Linked DNA regions of Macaca mulatta: region 2 is linked to region 1. The links are chromatin contacts, called in public Hi-C maps. All regions are on one chromosome and are shown on one strand. The core of a region is the stretch at or near the end of the contact, and the rest is flanking DNA. Distances in the headings are between cores, read along the strand shown. Region 1 holds the start of TFDP2 (transcription factor Dp-2). Region 2 holds the start of GK5 (glycerol kinase 5).

What was found. Hi-C and Micro-C count contacts between places; a contact is called where the count stands out from the background.
Region 2: a Hi-C map of fetal cortex germinal zone shows a contact between it and region 1, with 2.1 times the contacts expected there. The contact joins the promoter of GK5 here to the promoter of TFDP2 in region 1. A contact is called at or near these places in 2 of 14 Hi-C or Micro-C datasets (CD4 T cells and fetal cortex germinal zone).

The regions. Positions count from the first base shown.
Region 1 is chr2:45,125,003-45,130,329 of T2T-MMU8v2.0, forward strand. TFDP2 (transcription factor Dp-2) reads right to left here and starts at 2,226. Exons shown (of 13, transcript NM_001261774.1): 1 at 1,991-2,226.
Region 2 is chr2:45,206,973-45,212,877 of T2T-MMU8v2.0, forward strand. It overlaps GK5 (glycerol kinase 5), which reads right to left and starts at 1,576. Exons shown (of 16, transcript NM_001261112.1): 1 at 1,374-1,576. The coding sequence starts at 1,520.

The DNA of each region.
Region 1 (5,327 bases), core at 976-3,475:
TTCACAAGCCTACTTTCATATCTATTCATGCCGCACACCTAGTCATGTATCCCAGATTAAAATGGAAAGGATTTATGTATGAAGAGGTGAGTGTATTCGATTCTCTTTAAAATCCACTACAATTTAAAATTCTATGATCTAAAAGAACGCTCAATCTATGCTTTCTAGTTTCTTCTGAGATCCATTATAACACATATTGCAATAAGAGTTTAAAAGATGATGACAAGGAAGTACATCCCAGTTCAGTTATGTTGAGGGCACACAGCTCAGACAGTTAAGAATTTTGGCTGCAAGAGAAAAACTTCCATGTGCCACTTGGACTACATATTCACAAAAGTCGGGGTGGGAGGAATTACATGATCACAAAATGAGAATATGAAGTATTGCACACTAGAAAAATTCAGCTTTCTTTTTTAAACACCTAGAAATGAAGAGAACTGAAAAGTTAAGAGTTCAGTAAATCTTGGACCTTTATTAACAAATATAAGTGCCACAGTGCTGAAACTGCAACTGCACAGTCAGAACAACGCTACAGACACCATGTCTACTCTTAGACTAGACTAGTTACAGGCACTAGATGTTCTAATAAACAGCAAACACATCCAGAGCCAGTACATAAGTGTGACAGAATCTGGGGTCTAGGCATTTGATTTTTCTCCTGGTGCTGAGAATGGACACTGCCATTAAAGATTATAGTAATCTGATAGTGATAAAGGTTTAGCTAAATAACAGGCTAACCAATGAAATGGAAAAGGAAGCTGCAATATAGATCAATTAAACTATTTTTATATTTACTTTTAAGGAGAGACAGGGTCATGATTATGCCATATAGAAAATAGATGAATATATACTGACGAGCTGGAAAGAAAAAAACCAAGTAAATAACTTTATTTATTAGGTGGAGATAAATTCAAGCCATTAAGAGAAAACACATGGCCCAGAAAAAAAAAAATAGGTTGTGAAAGTCAAATGAAAAGATACAAAACTCAGATCTCGGGGAGAGAGGGGAAGGAGAAGGCTGTTAAAAGACAGCCTTGCTGAAAGAGAGCAAATAAGTGAGACAGTGAGTCTATGCCCTCTGAGATGGAATGAGGAAAAGATAAAAGTATTCATGGGCTCAAAGGTAGCTTCAGCAGTGAATATGGAAAAGGAATGAACCTGTTCACTGTCTCAACACTAAAAGGGAAATAATATAGGGTCTTTTTCTAAACCAGCATCCACGGCAAGTGCCTAACTAATACAAGACATTTAATACGTGGAGAATTTTCTTACGATTGCATTCCATACATTAGTTCATTCACTCCCTGAAACACACCGAATAGGTGGATGCATCTAATTTACAGATGGAGAAACCGAGATCACACAATAGAATATAGCACAGGCTGGTAAGAGAGACTGGGGCGCTCATCCACTTCGTTGTACTGTCTCTCAGCGAGATCCTGGGAAAACCCTTACACTTCTTTGTGAAGAGAGACCTTGGTTTCCAGATTTTCTCAAAGGAGTCTGGGCCCAAAAAGCGATCCTCTACTTCAGAGAAAAGTTCCTTTATGGGGCATATGAGGTTCTTCAAGCACACAAAGCTTAGAAACTCTTTTTAAAAACAAACAAACACCTGGTGGAGACAGAGGCGTGTGAGTCATGAAAGGAGGAGGGAAAAATCGGAAAACCAGATTTAGAAGCCATCCTTCTTTGAAGAGAAGGAGAAAGTAGAAAGCAGCCCTTCCCCTCTTCTACGAGGCGTGACTCAGGGACGTTACCTCCCCCGATTTGCTCTATGCACTAAGAGGGTGACCCTCTCTGGCTTTCGACTCCGGCCCAGACACTCACGGGTTACCCGGCCAGGCCTGGAGAACCCGGGTCTAAACAGATGGGACTCGTGTGGGGGACAAGGGGGCCCCTGGGCGCAGGGAGGGAAACCTGCCCAGGAACGCGCTCGGCCGGGTCCAAAGGCCCTCGGCGCGCGGGCCCGCGCCCTCTCCCTAGACCTTACCGCCTTCGGCTGCAGAAGAACTGGCGGTCAAGCGAGGGTGTCGGGCCGAGCAGGGAGCGCGTCTTCGGGCGCCGCCGCTTCTGTGGCGCCCGCGCTAGGCGGCGGCCGGGTCCTGGTGGACTCACACCCGGGGAGACGCGGCCTGCCCGGTCAAGGCCCAGGAGTTTAAGGCCCCGGAACGCCGACCGTGCGCGCGCCCTTGAGCCTGCCCAAAGAGTAAGGGTCAGGGCGCGCCCCGCGGGCCGTGCAGTAGCAGTAGCGCCGCAGCCGAGATCGCTGCCGATTTCGTCCGCCCTCTCCCTGCCCAGCTACAGCCCCTCTTCCCCCGCGCGAGCTTTGGCGGCGGAGCAGCACGGTGCGCGCCGATTGGCCCTCGGGATGTGCGACGCCAGGCGCCGCTCCCCACGGATTGGCCGGGCCGGCAGTGCGTGCAAGGAGTAAACAAACCCCGCCCCCAGGCTTCTCTTGGAGAGTAGGGGGCCACCAGATGGAGGGGCGGGCCTCGTGCACTCAGCCACCGCCCCTTGGTTCCCCCTGTGGCCTCCCTGGGAGCCCTCCCGCAGGACCCGACCACCCCGCTTCCCCGCCGCCTCCAGGGACAGCTGCGGGCCTGAGGCCTAGAATTTTAGGCACACTTCCTTTATCCCTCCTGTCTCATACCCCCTACTCCCACCCTGCGACTTGGGTGGGAATCTCTTTTCCAACTGACCCCGAAGCCGGAAAACCCCAGCTCTCTTGGAAAGAGGGGGACTGGGCAGTTCCATCTCGGTCCCCAGGCCTTTGCCGGGTCGCCCTGGGGAAGCATCAATAAGGGACAGAGGGGCGAGTGATCGTGAGTGAGGCTATGCGTGGAGCCAACTGTGGGACACCTTGAAATTATTCAGACAATGGGTTACAGACCACTGGGAATGTGGAGGTTCTTCAGTATCCAGGCAAGTTAATATCCAAACCAGGACAGGTCATCACGTCCCGCGGAAACTGCACACACCCCAAATGCCCGTACACTTGGTTCCATATGAAAACATTTTGTTCATTCATTCGTGCCGATGTGAAAAACCCTGTGCAAGCAGCGCGTTAAAACGATTAGATCTTTCTCATTTTACTCCAACCAAATTTTATGTTTGTTTTCGAGACGGGGTCTCGCTGTCACCCAGGCTGGAGTGCGGTGGCAGGATCACGGCTCAGTGGAGCCCTGATCTCCCAGTCTCACAGCCTCCCGAGTAGCTGGGACTACAGCCCTGCGCCACCACACCTGGCTAATTAGAGACGGGGTTTCCCATGTTTCCCAGGCTGGTCTGGAACTCCTGGACTCAAGAGATCCTCCGGCCTGGGCCTCCGAAAGTGGTGGGATTACAGGCGTGAGCCACCGCGCCTGGCCCCAGACACTATTCTTGACATGGGGAGACATCAGTGGACAAAATAGAGACAAAAACTCCTACCTTCAGGGAGTTACATTCTAGCAGGATAGGAAAGATAATATGCAAAAGAATAAGCAAAACAAAAACTACATTACATGCTGATATTTGTGCTATGGGAAAAAAAATAAGCAGAGGTGTTGGAGGAATGGCTTCAGTCCTAAATAGAGTGATCAGGGAAGGTAGCACGGAGAAGGTGGTATTTAAGCGAATGTCTAAAGGAGGTGAGGTAAGTAAGAGAGCACTTTCAGATCTTTCTCTGGGGCAGGGCATAATTGCATGTAACTAGTTGTGAGAGTCCAAGAATGTCAAACGCAGTACTCCATTGACTGATTCTAAAATGCAAAAACCCCAATGGAGTGATTACTTCACATTCTCCAGTAACAAATCAATAAAAATTTATTCAGTTTCCACAAGAAATTTTGTTAAGGTTATATTCAACAAATACTTTTCACTCTAGGTACCACATATACAAAAATCAGCAAGACAGACAAAACATCCATCCTCAAGGAACTCAGTAGCAGAGGAAATGGATTGTAAACCACCTCAATTCAATGTGTAAGTAACCATGATGAAAGTACACACACAAAGTGCTTGGGCTAATGTAGGTAAAGGGGTCGCTGTCACAGAGGAGCTGTAACTATCTTAGGATCTCTTTATCTATAAAAGAAACTCAGTACTAAATTTGGAGTGAAGCTATCAGGGATTCCCTAACCTCTTTATAGGTTAGAGTCTGAAGATACTAGGTTGAACCATATGAAATTGCTGATAGTGGGCAATTTTCATATGGTTCAACTTACTCTCTTGCAGAGGTAGTATGAGGATTTTGCCATGTAATGCATGTAGTAAGTGTTCAATAAATGATGGCAATTATTATATTCATTGTATAATATAGCTTTTGAAAAAGATTTAAAAGTCAATGTTTTGTAACACCTTCCAACACCGTTACATAAAATGGGCAGTGAAAGTTTCAAATTTTCCATATACTAGTTTGATTTAGTTGTGAATTTCCATGACCTAATCAGGATATGTTGTAAAAGACAGTAAATGTTAGTTTCACAGCAGGCCAAGAAATTCAGAATAAGGAGGAACAGCTTGGTTTTTAAGCCAAAAACTGAGAATTCTCCAGAACAGAATAAATTGTCAAGTTGCTACAGGGAAGAAAATTCATGTAAATCAATTTTTCATTCCCACTCATAGTTCCAATTTAGCAATTTGCACAACAGTCAGCTTTCTGTCTTCTTTCTTATTTCCCCATTAAGGGATCTTATTTCCTCTGAAAAGGAAAATAAAGTTTCTATCATCTCCAATGCCAGAAAGTAGACATCTGAAATGTGACAGAACATTTATTGATTCTGCAAACACTTATTAAGCACTTATTGTATGCCAAGAACTATGCAAGGCATTGGCAATACAAACACAAATGTCCAAAGAGCTCCATTCACTGGCATTCCTTATGCTTGGAATAATCCCCAGTTCACCCACAACTCACCTGCACATGCCTTCTTATCTAAACTTAAACAACACTTTCTCCAGAAAAGCTTCCCCTGAGTCCCCATCTCCAACTCTTTTCCCATATTTTCTTTGACTTTCTAACATTCATTAAACTTGTAATTACTCACTAGCTACCTGCCTCCCATTAGACTACAAGCTTCTAGAATCAAAGACATATCATTCTAATCACTGTCATCTCCTCAGTGCTTAACAGAAGTTCAATGTTTTTATTGAATAGATGAGAGTCCATAGCCCAGCAAATCTGGAAAGAGGAGAGAGGTATAATAAAGTCCTCTGCTTAGAAATATGTGGGCCACTGAAGAGCCAACACAAAGAGATTGTGAAAAAGACGGGTCCATTCCAGTTAAACCCGAGGCATTTCCATGTGCTGCCCGCTCTCCTGGCACTGGATACTGCTTTTGCAGGTG
Region 2 (5,905 bases), core at 326-2,825, 81 kb after region 1:
TGGCATTCTAGCTGGACCCACTCCTGGGCAAGTGCTACAAAGAAAAACACCTCTAGGGTGGTCGGAAGAAGAATGGGACACTGAGAAAAAAGGGGAATACAGTGCTGCTGGGAATGGTTAGGTAACTGATGGCTCCTGCCCTCCCTCAAATTCCTAACATAAAAAGATGTTGGTACTGGGAAGAGAAAATAAGAACACCATAACAGGCTGGCCACAGTGGCTCATGCCTGTAATCTTGGCACTTTGGGAGGCCAAGGCGGGTGAATTACTTGAGCCCAGGAATTCCAGACCAGCCTGGACAAAATGGCAAAATCCCATCACTATAAAAAATATAAACAAATTTAGCCAGGCATGGTGGCCCCTTGCCTGTAGTCACAGCTACTTGGGGGGCTGAGGTGGAAGGATCACTTGAGCCCAGGAGATTGAAGCTGCAGTGAGCCGAGATCACACCACTGCACTCCAGCCTGGGTGACAAAGTGAGACCCTGTCTCAAAAGAAAAAAAGGAACAACAATAAGAACACCATAACAAATAAACATTATTTTTGGTGCATTGACAATTGTGTAGAAATCAACACTTCATTAATATGAGAACAGAAGGATATCAATGTGTTGGTTGCTGAACAGTTAGTTCAAGGGTCTACTAACATCCAACCAACGACTTGGCAGGTCTCTCAAACGAGGGGAAATAAAGAATTTTATGAATTCTCAAAGATCGAAAATAGAAAAGTGATGACCACACTGCCTTCAAAACTTGCCCAATACCTCTAATATCCATGGCAATCAGTTGCTCACGTAAGGAACCAGCATTTTGTGGAGTAGTAGTTAATAATGATGACAAGTGAAGAATAGAGAATAAACTTAAATTCTATAAAGATATGAAAAGTTATTGAGGCACAAGTCCAAAGGCTATAATAAATAAAAAAGGAAAAAAAAGTTGTCAAAAATTAAAATGTAAATAAAGATGTGATGGGAGATCTATCAGGGAAGTGCAGGAAGAACCGAGCAACTCACAAACCACCCTCTGGCTGGACGCGCACAGCCTGCCCAGTCCCGTTCGGCAAGTCACCTCAGTCCCATCCAGGTAAGGCTGGACAGGTGGTTCTCCAGGTGGCAGGAGGCGAGCGAGCGGCCCAGGTCATACACCGGGCCCCTGGTGCCCTCAGTCTGGACAGGAAGGGCGCGCGGGGTTCAGCCTAGCCCAGGGAGGGAACGAGAAGACTCAGCCGGTCTGGGCGCGCCTCTGGCCCCAGGGTGCTGCAGGTGGCCGCGTCCAGGGCGGTAGGTGGGCCCCGCCCGCTCGCCTCCCGAGGCCGGACCCCTGGACTCAGCAAAACCCAGTCAGACCCGCGCCCCACGGCCGCCTCCAAGTCACCTTCTGCGCGCTGGAGCCGCAGACACGCGCCGCCCGGTCATAGACGTGGCAGCGGATCACAGAACTGCCCACGTCCAGCCCCAGCACGAAGCCAGCGTGCCGCGGCTCCTGCGCTCTCTGCTCCGGGTCCGTCGGCAGCCCAGACATCCCGATCCCACACGCCTCTCTGCTACAGACGCCACCCCAGAGGGCGCGCTATAAATCCCGATGCCCCAGAATCCCAGGGCGCAGCGCCGGGCCGCCGCCCCCAACCCAGCCCCCAACCCAGCCCCCAACCCAGCTCCGCGGGAGTTTAGAGAGGCCCGGCCCCTGGCGCGGGCTCCACCCCGGCGCCGTGACGTCACGGGCGCGCGCCGGCGGCCGCGAGGGAGGGGTGGAGGTGAGCTGGTTTGTGTCGTGCTCTGGAGCCCGAGATCGCCAGCCATGCTCATCCTCCAGTTGCCGGCCGCTGTTGGATTGACTTGGCCCTTAACTCTTTTATTATTTTTTTTTGAGACGGAGTCTCACTTTGTCGCCCCGGCTGGAGTGCAGTGGCGCGATCTCGGCTCACTGCAACCTCCGCCTCCCGGGTTCAAGCGATTCTCTTGCCTTAGCCTCCCAAGTAAATGGGATAACAGGCGCGCTCCTCCACGCCCGGCTAATTTTTGTATTTTTAGTAGAGAAGGGGTTTCACCATGTTGATCAGGCTGGTCTCGATCTCCGGATCTCGTGATCCGCTCGCCTCAGCTTCCCAAATTGCTGCGATTGCAGGCGTGAGCCACCGAACCCGGCGGCCCTTAACTCTTATTTTTTCTCTTGCGTCTCCAGCTTCCTGAGAGGCAGCGCCTGCGTTTCTCTTAACCCTAGCTACATTTGAGGAATCTCTATTAAAGAAAAATAGCTACCCCATATGCTAATCGTGAGGAGGAAATTATAGGCTAGTTTATATAAAAATCTCAGAAAGTTTCGAGGTGCCATAAGGCACATTTATTCATTTCTCACCCATGATTATGACTAGAGTGTTGGAGAAATTTTTATCTCTGAGTAACTTTGGCAGACTAACCTGGGTCTCTGCATTCGTGCAGAATTTTTCAAGCTTAAAACATTTGTAGAGGTCACTACCATATATGGTTTCCATTTTTTTGCTAACATTTTGGGTGCGACTTTATTTCAATATTATTAAATGCACAGCCATTGACTATGCTAGAGTTGAATAAAGTGCTGTTTTTCAAAAATGAAATAAAACAAGTGCCATAAAAAATTCAAAATTTGGCCAAAAGTATTAATGTTTATTAACAGAGAGTTGCCCACGACTTCTCTTCCCAGAAAACGTGGTAAAGTTTGCACACAATGCAAAGTGGTAAATATTTGCTAAATGAAATGCGACGCAAGGAAGAAGACTTTTCCCAGCCCTCTAGTGGGAAAGAAAGGAGAAAGCTTAATTAAGGTGGCTGCTTTGACTATCACGCTCCACTACGGCGGTTGCTTTTTGGAATCTGAAAACCTCACAGAGGCCCTTTACCTTTTGTTGCTGCCCTAGGGGATGGGCTCATCCAGACACTTGACCAAAAGGAACAAGGCGTCCTGTGGAAATTGCGAGATTCTCGCGGCTCAGGTTCCTGGGCCTGGAGCTTTCCTGGGGAAGGTCCTGATCTGCAGGGAGTGGGGAGGTGGTTCCGCCTGCGCCACCCACCTCCCACTGCCACCAGCAATCTGTGAAGTCAGGGCCTGAAAATATTCCTTATCTTTTTGTAAAATTAGCAAAATATGAATATATGTTTTGTGTGAAAACGTTTAACAGTGCCAACTGGTATATCAATTAAAAAGTAAAAGATAATCATTTTGGCTGGGCGCCGGGGCTCACGACTGTAATCCCAGCACTTTGGGAGGCCAAGGCAGGTGGATAACTTGAGGTCAGGAGTTTGAGAGCAACCTGGGCAACATGGTGAAACCCCATCTCTACAAAAATACAAAAATTAGCTGGGCGTGGTAGCCAGCTCCTGTAATCCCAGCTACTGGGGAGGCTGAGGCAGGAGAATCACTTGAACCCGAGAGGCGGAGGTTGCAGTGAGCCAAGATCATGCCACTGCACTCCAGCCTGGGCGACACAGCAAGACTCTGCCTCGAAATAAATAAATACCTACATGCATGCATACATACATACTCATTTTGAATCAAAACTTTTTTTAGACAGGGTCTTGCACTGTCACCCAGGCTAGAGTGCTGTGGCGCCACCTCAGCTCACTGCAGCCTCGACCTCCCGGGCTCAGGTGATCCAACTACCTCAGCCTCCCAAGTAGCTGGGACTACAACCACCACATCCGCCTAATTTTTGCATTTTTTGTAGAGACTCTGTTTCACCATGTTGGCCAGGCTGGTCTCGAACTCCTGGCCTCAAGTGATCCTCCCACCTTGGTCTCCCAAAGTGCTGGGATTAGGGGTGTGAGCCATTGTGCCCAACCAAATCATTCTTTTTTTTTTCTTTTCTTTTTTTTTTCTGAGATGGAGTCTTGCCCTTGTTTGCCCAGGCTGGAGTGCAGTGCTGCGATCTGGGCTCACTGCAACCTCCGCCTCCCGGGTTCGAGTGATTCTCTTGCCTCAGCCTCCCAAGTAGCTGGGACTACAGGCACTGGCCACCATGCCCAGCTAATTTTTGTGTTTTTATAGAGTTGGGGTTTCACCATGTTGGCCAGGATGGTCTGGATCTCTTGACCTTGTGATCTGCCCGCCACAGCCTCCCAAAGTGCTGGGATTACAGGCGTGAGCCACTGTGCAGGGCCAAGTCATTCTTTTGGCCAAATTGTCCTGTTTATCAACTTACTTTCAGGCAATTTGACAAAATTGGCTCTTTGACCATACAACGTTAAGCTTGGAACATACACCTGGACGAGTATGTTTTTTTTGTTTGTACCCTGTTCAACAGTACTGATTTGTTCCAAGTGGCCTCAGGACTGCCTTCACCAGTGCTGACCATTTTGGTCGTGTGTGTGTGTGTGTGTGTGTGTGTGTGTGTGTGTGTGTGTGAATTATTGTAATTTGAAATAAATGACTAATGGGTCCAGTACTGGTCAGGGTTCTCCAGAGAAATAGAACCAATAGGATAGAGAGAAAGAGAAAGAGAGGTTTATTATTTTAAGGAGTTTCTTCATATGATTATCCAGGGCTGGCAAGTCCTGGATATTTCCGGGGCAGGCTAGCAGGCTGGAAACTCAAGAAGAGTTTCCATGTTGCAGTTTTGAGGAGACTTCCTTCTTTGGGAAACCTGTCTTTGTTCTTAAAGCTTAAAACCAACCTTGTGTGAGACTCACTCAGGTTTTGGAGGGTGATCTGCTTTACTCAAAGTGTACTAATTTAAATGTTAATTACTTCTAAGAAATACCTTCACAACAACACCTAGACTGGTGTTTGACCGAACAGCTGGGCATACAGTGTGTCTAACTAGCCTAGCCAAGTTCACACATAATAGTATCCATATCAGTTCCCCATTCACAACAGAGAAAACGGCTTTGTATTACCTGATGTTAATATTTAGTATATTTCTCAAAGTGATATTTCTTGGCTTCTTGAAACCTGACACTTCCTTAATGATCCTTTTTATAAATTCAAATAAATTATATTGAGTATTATCAAAATCATAGAATTTGAAAACAGGGGCCTTAGAAACCACTTAATCTAGTGTTTCTCAAATTGTTTTCAGATCTTGAACAACTTCGAGGCCCTAATGAACACTATCTTCCCAAGAAGATGCTTATACACACAAAATTTTGCACATAACTTCAGGTGCTGGGTGTTGGGTAAAGCAAACATAAAGATCTCAGATAAAAATCAAGATCTTATTTCACAGTTGAGTAGGAGAGGCCTGGGGGAACAAAGAGATACCTGTTTCTCCCACTTTCTTTGTTCTCTGTCAGCACCTCCTACCCTGTTCTTCCCTAAGGGAAAGGAGTATATGGGCAACAGGGCACAGGGCTCAGAGGCTTCTAAGGCCCTTTGATAACTGGTCATTCTCTTTTTTTTTTTAATTTTTAAAAAGTTTTATGGGTACATAGTAGGTGTATATATTTTTGGGTTACGTGAGATATTTGGATACAGGTATGATAATCACATCGGGGTAAATAGGGTATCCTTTATGTCAAGCATTTATCCTTTGTGTTGCAAACAATCCAATTATACTCTTTTATTTTTAAATGTACAACTAAATTGACTGTCAAAAAATACTCGATGTTGGTGTGAATGTGGTGAAAGGGGAACACTTAGACTGCTGTTGAGAATGTAAATTAGTACAGCCTCTATGAAAAACAGTGTGGATATTCCTTAAAAGAACTAAAAGTAGATCTACCATTTGATCCAGCAATCCCACTACTGGGTACCTACCCAAAAGAAAATAAGTCATTATATGAAAAATACGCCTACACAAATATATTTATTGCAGCACAATTCACAATTGCAAAGATATGGAATCAACCTAAGCGCCCATCAACTAATGGGTGAATAAAGAAAATGTGGTATGTGTGTATATATATATATATATATATATATATACACACTATGGA